3 separate regions of the Gossypium hirsutum genome follow, and all the other regions are linked to region 3. The links are chromatin contacts, called in public Hi-C maps. All regions are on one chromosome and are shown on one strand. The core of a region is the stretch at or near the end of the contact, and the rest is flanking DNA. Distances in the headings are between cores, read along the strand shown. Region 1 holds the start of LOC107955258 (probable indole-3-pyruvate monooxygenase YUCCA8). Region 2 has its middle 44 kb from the start of LOC107955258. Region 3 holds the start of LOC107894214 (transcription factor PIF1).

Region 1 (3,146 bases), core at 114-2,613, 750 kb after region 3:
TCAACTATTTCCATTAGTTTATTTGTCAATCTTGGCTTCTTTAAAACAGTTGAATTTTAGAGCATTTTCTCACCTGAAGCCATGAGGGAACATTGCTGCGGTATCCGGTAGCCAACACAACTGAATCGATATCAAGTTTTTCGCCATTAACGAGCTCAACTTGTCCACGTGAGAAACGCTTGATTCCAGGAACCACATTAATGTCACCTGATCTAATTTTCTCCAATGCACCAATGTCCAATACAGGGGTTTTCCCTTTTGTGTTCTTGAGTTCCAAGGGACCCGTTGATGGCCTTTTAAGTCCATATTTCTCAATGTTTCCCAACATCAACCATGCCAAAATCAACATTAGCTTGTCAACAAGCCAAAGGGGTAGCCATTTCATCATCAAAACAGCCAATTCGAATGTTGATTTCCCAAAAATTTCTCTTGGCAGGACATGAACCTGTTGAAAAACAGAACAAAAAACCCATTAGAATTCAATTTTTCTTCGAAGTGTATCTGATATAAGGTAACTTTTTTTTTTCTGATGACTTACCGAGCTGCGAACCACCATTGAAGGTGAAGCATTGTGGTTGCACAGATCAAAAGAAACTTCCATGCCAGAGTTGCCACAGCCGACAACTAGTACTTTCTGCCCCTTGAATTTTTCACCAGACTTGTAATCACAAGCATGGATAACTTCACCACCAAACTCTGACAATCCTTCAATATCGGGCAACACACACTCGGCATTTTCACCAGTGGCCACAACAAGCGAGCGGCAAACGTATTCGAACTCAGTCTTGTTTGAACCACTTGTAACAATGGTCTTCACCCTCCAGAAACCACTGGTCTCATCATACCTAGCTGACTGCACACACTCATTGAACTTTGGGTTGATATCAAAATGCTTAGCATATGATTCAAGGTAGTCAATGAACTGTCTCTTTGTTGGGTACTCGGGGAAATCCTCAGGGAAAGGTAGTTTAGGGAGTTGGCAGAATTGTTTGGGAAGGTGAAGCTTTAGCCTGTCGTAGGTGCGTTTCTGCCACAAAGATGCAATGCAATCGGTTCTTTCGAGGACAACAAAGGGGACCCCTTGTTCTTTCAGGCAAGCAGCAGTGGCTAGCCCTGATGGTCCGGCACCAACAATGACCGGACCATTGACCAAAGTCCATTTACGCTGAAAGAAATCTTGGTCTTGATCAACAAGGCGAAACAAATTCTCCATTGTCATACGGTGAGTTTGTCTTGAGACAAAAATGTAGAGTTGAAATTAGAGAGCTTAGAGAAAAAAAAGAAATGGTGTTTGTTTTTTTCTTTCAGAGAGAGTAAGTTGTTGTTCTTGGTTTGGAGGGAGAAGATGGGATGGGGCTGCTTAAATAAGGAAGGTCCATGTGATAACATTCAAGAATTTAATGCATTTTAAAAGGGTCCAGTTTCAAATCATAAGCCAATGGCTACCTTTTGTTATTTTATAGAATAATTTAATAGATCCTTATATACATATACATTATACTTAAAAAATTGTTGAAGGATTATCATATTTTTTTGGAATTTTTTATTCTTTCCTTTATAATTTTTTTTGTTTATTATAAAGATGTAAATATATTTAGAAGAGAAAACACTTGGGTTACCAATGAAAGCATGGAGTTTCCATGATTTTGATGCCCAACATCAAATGTGCTTGTAGATTTCATACCAAGCTTGAGATTCCATATTATTTTATATCAATTATTGTATATGTTCCACCAACTTCATAGTAAGTGAACTTTGATAAGATCATTTTATATATCAAAAACAATATATATACATATATGATAATTGAAATACACAATCATATTCAATTAGCACAACTTCATACATCATATTGAATTTGTGCAAAAGAAAAAAAGAAAAAGGGAAACATTGTAATGTTCCTAATTTCAAACATAAAAAGAGAAAAGAGAAAAGAAAAGGAAAAGAAATTAGGTCCTATTTTATGCTGTAATATTTGAGGTAAAATCAGCTAAATTAACCGAAGATGAAGTGGAAACATCATAGGGAGAGAATTAGGAAACAATGAAAATGAAAATGACGCAGCATCCTCTTATGATTCTAATGGACCCACTAGAGAGGAGTTTCTTTCATAAAAAAATTTAAAAATAAAGTAAATAAAGAAATAAATGGGAGGATAAATAAAATATTTAAAATGTATGGAAATTGGAAGCCTAAGTGGCAGAGAGTGCTGACTAGGATATAGGCGGCGATGTTCCCACGTGGATTGGATGAGTGAAGTTGATGAATAAGAAGGGGTTTAACACTGTCACGATCTTGGGGGAGGGATCCCCCACATGAGCCCCTCCATTGCCTTGGGATTGCGACTTGTAAGGCTGTTTCGACCCACAAATGCCCCTTTCTGCCGACCCTCCTCCACACCCACCTTTGCGCCATCTGTCCAACCCACTTCGACTAATTTCACACCACTTCCCAAGAAAAAAAATCTGCTCAACCCATCCACATGCCCTCTTCTTCCACTGTGTATGTTTCTAAGCTGACGATTTGCATGCTCAACTAATATTCCTAACAGACTAACAATATTTAGCCTAGTTGTAAAGTTTATTACAATTTTATGGACAGAATTTAGATTTAAATTTTGAATATGATGTTGTTGAGAAAATAATTATAAATTAATTAATTTTTTATAAATTGTAAAACGGGTATAAAAAATATTTTAATTAAATTAATATTACAACAATAAAGATATTGCTCCCAAATTATAGTTTTTCGTGCCTGGTATTGCCCTTGAACTACAACGATGGTTAGCTTTGAACCTTCATTTGGCTTTTGTGTAAATGTTTATACTTTGCCAAGAAAATTAATAACTATGGGTGTTTGTGATATTTAAAAATGTATTTGATTAATTTATATAGTACATTCTATATAGTACATATGTATCACACACCTCGAGCAATGATAAAAAAAAAAGCTACGAATTTGGGTGAAATAGATGTCAGAAAGCAAACATGGTGAGAAGAGAGAATATTCTTTATGCATGGTAAAGATTGTAAAGTACTAGGATAATCTAGAGGTTCAAAGTATGAACACACAATTGTGAAACATTCAAGGTACGTGGAAGGTCGATAAACAACGTTGCTTTCGGTGAATGCTTCCGAGTTTGACAC
Region 2 (3,398 bases), core at 630-3,129, 790 kb after region 3:
TCCTTGCTCGGGGCCATGTGAATGTGGTGGATTCCCCCAAGGAGAAATTCAATTGGTCACGTTACAATCTAATGTAAAACATGTGTTAAAGTCAATCTTTTCTATTCATTTAACAAACGAGTCGAAATTTATTTATATATATATTTAATAAATTATAATAATAGGACAAAGTTCAAACAATAAACATAAGTAATATAATTCGAATTCAGATTACATCTAGAGTAATAGACACTTTTAATTAGTAGTTTATGACATGTAATTTTTATTTATATATTTTTATTTAACTTAATAATGAACATAAATACAGAAAAACCTAACTAATCGTAAATCATTGATTGAATACTCTGTTAATTTACAGTTATAGTTTTTGCTCCCCTCCATTTTGTTTTTGCCTTTAATCCCAAAATGGTGTTTTCGGCCTTTATCTCCATTCATTTCGAAATTTTATATAATATTGCATATATGTCAATTTTTACGAAAAATAAAAATATATATTATAAAATTTAAAATTATAAGAAAATATTAGTTATTAGGTCATTTTCTATAAATTTAAGAAACATAAACAATAAACGCAAGGCATTTAAGTAAATTTATGGGGTGGAGCTGAACTTAAACCCGACACTGCTGCGAAATTTGATTTGCTTTAAAAAGTGGTCAGAGAATTTGAAGGGATTGAGTTAACACCCTTATGTGTATCCTAAATGCAATTTTTTAAATATCTTTTATTAAAAAATAACGGTATAAACTAATTGAGTTTTTTGTTTTGCTAAGATCTAATCTTTGATAATTTTAAATGTAAAAAGAAAATCTCTTTGACTCTAATCACTGGTTTACTCAAGGGAATCAACCAAACCTTCATAAAATATGGTTCAACTTAATCTTAACCGTAAAAACTGTAACTAATAAAATAAATGAGGGAATCAAATCTTAGCATAAGATGAGCAAAATTTGTAGGGGAAACCAGAACGTGAATTAATGTGAAGCATACCCCATTAGAAAATTGAACACATGAGATAACATGGACAAAAACCTCTGAAATTACAGCTATATGGAATATTGAGAGACTTGCATCACAACTTTTGCATTTAACCAATAATTTCTTCCTCCTCATAACATCTAAATTCAAAAACAAGTATCCAACATAAATATATATGTTCAACGCCAACCCCCACAAAATAATTGAAAATGTCTAGGTATGCGCTAGAAAAAGAAAGAGACATCATAGAAACATTTTTTTTAAGAGTGTCCACTTGATTTAAAGCCAATGAAATCATTTTTCCTTTTTCTTTTTTCTTCTCTATATTGCATACTCTAAAATTTATAAATTTATAAGTTAATATATGGTAAAATTTTAATTTGACTTCTAAAATTGATAACATTTTAGTTTAATCCTTCTTAAAATTATATAAATATAAATTATTATAATGATAAAATTACATTTTAATTATTATAAAAAAAACTACTCGAAACTAACACTTCAATTTAAACCACCTTCCATCTTTACCTCCATAACTTTTTTGTCGACACCATCACTTTCTTAATCAAGACAAGAGAGTGACTTGAAATGTTTGTTTTCATTGGAAACCCCTTTTAAGAGAAAACTCTATCTGAAGGTTTTTTTTTTTTATAAAATTAATTCATCATACACATCCAAAAATGGAAATGGTAGACTTTCAACTAATGGATATGTGAGTCCCACCCACTGACCATATTTTGGATCATAAGTCTGAAATTGGACCTTATGAATAAAACGAAGAAGGCCCACCAAACAAATTTGAATTTTCCATGCACCAACACGTAATGCAAGGCATGATGCATGGAAGGGGAATACCATGTACAGGGTGTGTGCTCCATGTGAGAACCAATACCATGGACCAGCAGGACCCTAATTATGGTCCCAAACCTATCTCCTTAGCCTAGGGGATAAGAAGACTTTTCACTCTTCACCACCTCAAGGCCACATGGATTGCTTGCCAAGCCCAATATTTTTGCAACCCAAAATAAATTTTTTTTCCTAACTTATAATTGAACTTTCGAAAATTAAAATTAAAATTTTAAGATATAAATATTTATATAAATGTATTGTAGATATAATTATTCAATTTTAAGTAATAATATATAGAATAATATTTGACACATTTCCAAAAGAATTTTTAGGCTCCACAAACAGAATTAGAGGTTGATAAATGTACTACAGGGTATAATATAATATTAAAAAATAAATATTTAAAAGAAAACACATATGATAAAATCTTTAAGATTATTTGTAGAATAAAAAAAATATACTGTCGATATACTAAATACTAACCCATAATATATTTATGTACATGTACAGATTTCTATAATTAATTTATTAAAAATTTCTGCAATTTTCAACACAAGATAACGAAAAAATGGTACAAACATTTATTTCTTTCTCTCAAAATGAAATTACCTAACAACTAGTTATTAAATATGAGATGAATACAAAAACAACACAAGATATGAACACATTATTATTATTATTATTATTATTATTATATTGAATCACTTTAACAAACTATATAATTATCATAAAATATGAATATGATCATGATATGAATATGTAAAAATTGGTATGAAATAAACTAACTTAACATAAGAAATTTATTTGTAAATTTATCTATTTAAGTCACACATATAATAGTATCAACATACAATTGTTGCAAAAATTTTCACGAACACAACATACAAGATAAAATGTGTTAGAATCAACACAAAATAAATTGTAAATGTGAAAAAATATAATAATTTTATATATAATAATAATACAAACATGAAACCTAAAGTTTTTTATATATCTTTATAATAACTTAAACATGAGAAAATAATAAACACAAATTTTATCTTTTTTCAAAAGTTATAGAGACAAAATTCTCTTCTTTTCTTTTGAATTAAGAAATAAATTCTTTTCTATTAGCTATTAAGGAATAACGTTTTAAGTTTTTCGTTGTATAGATTTTTCATAAATGAGGTGACTTTATAAATGTTATGTTCATATGCTATTCAAGTCTATTATGGCTTCTTTTTCCACTTTTTGTTGTTGCTTATTCTCTCTTTTGATAACGATAGTTGATTGTTTCTTTCTTTCTGTCTTTTTCTTTATTGTTTTTTGTTGTAAGAGATATAATTCTAACATATTTAGGTTATTATATATGTTAACATCACTATTTATCTTTCTGTCTTTTTCTTTGTTGCTTTTTGTTGTAAGAGATATGATTCCTACATATTTGCGTTATTATATATGTTAACATCACTATTTGTTTAGTACTCATTAAATCTATTCTTATCAGAAAAAAATAAACTTCTTTTTTTATTTAAAAATTATTGTGCCGACTGTCAAAATTGTTATATAGTATGCAAATTAAAATTCCTTCTAT
Region 3 (3,100 bases), core at 367-2,866:
CTTTTAACTCCAATGAACTAACCTCGCTGTGATATTCGGTGTCCTCCAGTTCTCTTCCTTTACGCTTCCGGTCCTCAGCGGCGGCTGCCTTTTGAGCCGTGGGTTCGGCACTGGCACCGGAGCCGCCAGGTGACGATGTCACCGTGACCTCGTACGCGGCTAAATTGTCTTTGCAGGCACTCCCGCTGACACCAGCTGATCGCGTGTTGGCTCCTGCAGCGACGCTCATGTTGGCGCAGTTAATATTGTCGTTTTCTCCAGAAGCTGCCTCAGTGTTGCAGGGCATGGCCTGAGAGGCTCCTGATTCGGGAGCCATAGCCGGAGTATCGCTGGAATCAACGACCGTCAATTCCCTAACTACGCTCTTAGAATTAGACTGTTTAGATTGTTCCACCCTCACCGCTTTATGCCTGGAGAAGTGAACGAAGTTCTGAATCCTCGTCGACTCCAACTCATTCCTCCTCGACGGCGGTATCGGGGGCCTAGAAGCTGACGCCACAGCTGAAGCTGAAACTTGAGTAACTTTCCCGAGTGGAGGAGGAGCGGAGGTTGTGGCGGTGGTGGAGGTAAGGCAAGGGGCGGCGGAGGAAGGATAGAGGAGATCAGCACAGAAATCGTGGTCGAAGCTGGCGTCGCTGAGAGGATAGTGAAGCCATGAAGCCATTTCGTCTTCTTGCATAAAGAGGTGATGATCGGTAAGCGATTGCTGCTGCTGCTGCTGCTGCTGCTGCTGTTGTTGATGATGATGGTGAGATGAGGAAGACCGGATCTCTTTGGTAGCAGATGGGTCGGCGCCTTGGAATTTGAACGGCGGTGACTTCTTGATAGATCTTTGGTTTTGGCTCTGCATAACAACTTGACCGTTTTGCCACAACAGCTCCATGATTTCATCCTCTGGCCTGTTTCATAATTCCATCGCGTCATCAACTCACGGTTTTGGCAACAATAATAAAGCGATAAAAAATAAATAAAATAAAGAAGAGGAAGAAGAAGGTTTAGCTTACATGGAAGGCTTTTTAGAGCGAGTTAAAGTAGAAGGGATGGAATCATCATCTTCCATTTCGAAATCGGGGACGCAGTGATTCATCCTCTCTCTCTTAACACTTTAATCTGTATTTATATTAATCATTAATAACCCACCCAAATAGAAAAATTATAGAAAAAGGAAGGAGGAAATTGTAAGTATTTAAGGTGTTAAGGCCGTAAGAGAATGGTTTGTTTTTTACTTGTGTAGAAGTGGAAATCCTAAAAGAAATACAACATAGGTGGTGTTATGAAAAAACCCTAGATAGGAAACCAAAATATATTTGAAAATCCAAAGCCGTACAAAGCTGTCCAACGTTGTAGCATATGTATATATATATACTGAAATGGCAGATTGGCAGTGTGAGAAGAAAAAAGGAAGCAGGAGAAGGGTTTTTTAGAAAAAAAGATTTGGTGTGGGGATGAAGTATAATTTAGGTGTTTCACCAAAGATAAGATCCTGTTTTTCTCTGCATCTTTTGACAGTGGATAGTACCAACGCTTTCTTCCTTCTTATTAATAATCAGATGCCCACAAACAAAATGGTTGTTTTCTTTTAGCTGCGGACCCCAATCTTTTTTTGTTTCCACAAATTGACGGTACTGGTTTTTGTGTGTATCAATTATATATTTTGTATATCAACCATGTATTTTAATTACATGAATTGTAATCGGCTTATTAACTAGATTCAAATTTTGATGAAGATCCATAATTTTTATAATTATAATTAATTTAATTTAAATGTAATATGAGTACTTTTTATATAAAATTACAAGAAAAACTATAAAATTCTTTATTTTTCAAATCCAATTTAACTTCTACCATTATCTTAGTTAAAATACGTTAAAAATGATTATATTTATTAAAATATATATATTGAAAAGAATGTGAATTGTCAGCCCTGGGTTTTATACGTATGCTCAAATTGTACTTATTTTTAATGCTAAAAAATTTGCTTTCAGCTGTGAGAATGCTGAATTACAGTTCAACACCTGCTGGGCAGCTGTCTTTACTACAAGTCAAGTCGGTTTCTCTTTCTTTATATATAATATGTTTTTTGGCCACTAAAGTTATAATTATTGAGTTCCATGCTTTTGACAAATGAAATGATAATTTTGTCGCTTGTAATTACGAAACTGCATTCAATTTTCTTCTTTTAATTTTCACTTAGTCCTATTTTTATTAATATATTTTGTGCCACTGCTGACGCTAATTTTTATTCCAAGAAAAATTACGTTACAATAAAAAAAAAACACGAGTTACTTAAATTGATAAATTAGAAAGAAAGAAAAGTTGGATTTAATTATGGTTTAAAACAATGATTGGCACATAGCCTTTCCAAATAAAGTATTAGTACTAGGATACTAATTTTGATACATTCAATTTAAGTATCATCTTATATACTTAATATTATATTTAATAAAATAAAATTGTAGTCATTAAAGGAAAGTGAGTGGGTTTACTTTAAGAAGAAAATGACAATTAACGGTAAACTGTCTTATGATGTAAACTTAATTAATCCTTTATTATTATTATTATTATTATTATTATTATTAATTCTTCTTCTTTTAGATAAGATGCTACCTTTTTTATATGCTCTTTATAGATTTTTTTTTTGGTATATAATAATTGGTAGTTGGATTATTTATGTTATATATATATATATCTCCTTTTAGCACTGGCAATAATTTATTATATTTCTTTTATCAAAATAATTATTTTATAATATCATCTCTCTTTAAGCATAATCAGAATCTTTTTCAATCTCATTCAAATTTATTTTAATATTGGAACTCCAAATTAAATTCTTTCTTTCTTTTTTTTTTAATAAGCTGTTTATAAGTATTTACCTTTAAGTAATTATTTAATATTTAATGTTGTTGAGATAGAAGCTTGACCATAATTTACAATGATCCATGAAGTGCAATTTTGATAACTGGTATTAAATTTATTTTAAAAAATTAAAATAATAAAACATAAGGAGTTTTGTGTGTGTGTAAAATTTTAATTGATTTCTTTTTCTTATCAAATTACACCCATTCAAACCCTATTATTATTATTTAAAGAAAGGGCAAAA

Evidence for each region. A called contact is a pair of places that touch in the nucleus more often than the background predicts.
Region 1: a contact with region 3 is called in a Hi-C map of leaf, with 1.7 times the contacts expected there. The contact joins the promoter of LOC107955258 here to the promoter of LOC107894214 in region 3. A contact is called at or near these places in 3 of 34 Hi-C or Micro-C datasets (all in leaf).
Region 2: a Hi-C map of leaf shows a contact between it and region 3, with 2.8 times the contacts expected there. The contact joins the enhancer-like site here to the promoter of LOC107894214 in region 3. A contact is called at or near these places in 5 of 34 Hi-C or Micro-C datasets (fibers and leaf).

What each region holds. Positions count from the first base shown.
Region 1 is chrA07:42,552,125-42,555,270 of Gossypium_hirsutum_v2.1, reverse strand. It overlaps LOC107955258 (probable indole-3-pyruvate monooxygenase YUCCA8), which reads right to left and starts at 1,363. Exons shown (of 3, transcript XM_016891001.2): 1 at 539-1,363; 2 at 74-445. The coding sequence starts at 1,219.
Region 2 is chrA07:42,508,537-42,511,934 of Gossypium_hirsutum_v2.1, reverse strand. No RefSeq gene overlaps it. Among protein-coding and RNA genes, the nearest start is that of LOC107955258, 44 kb to the left of the region's middle. Within about 2 kb of position 1,879, at least 3 of the 9 cell types and tissues checked have an H3K27ac peak or open chromatin away from gene starts, as enhancers often do. A contact at or near this core is called in leaf, where this site is marked.
Region 3 is chrA07:43,299,418-43,302,517 of Gossypium_hirsutum_v2.1, reverse strand. It overlaps LOC107894214 (transcription factor PIF1), which reads right to left and starts at 1,616. Exons shown (of 8, transcript XM_016819453.2): 1 at 1,005-1,616; 2 at 23-899. The coding sequence starts at 1,087.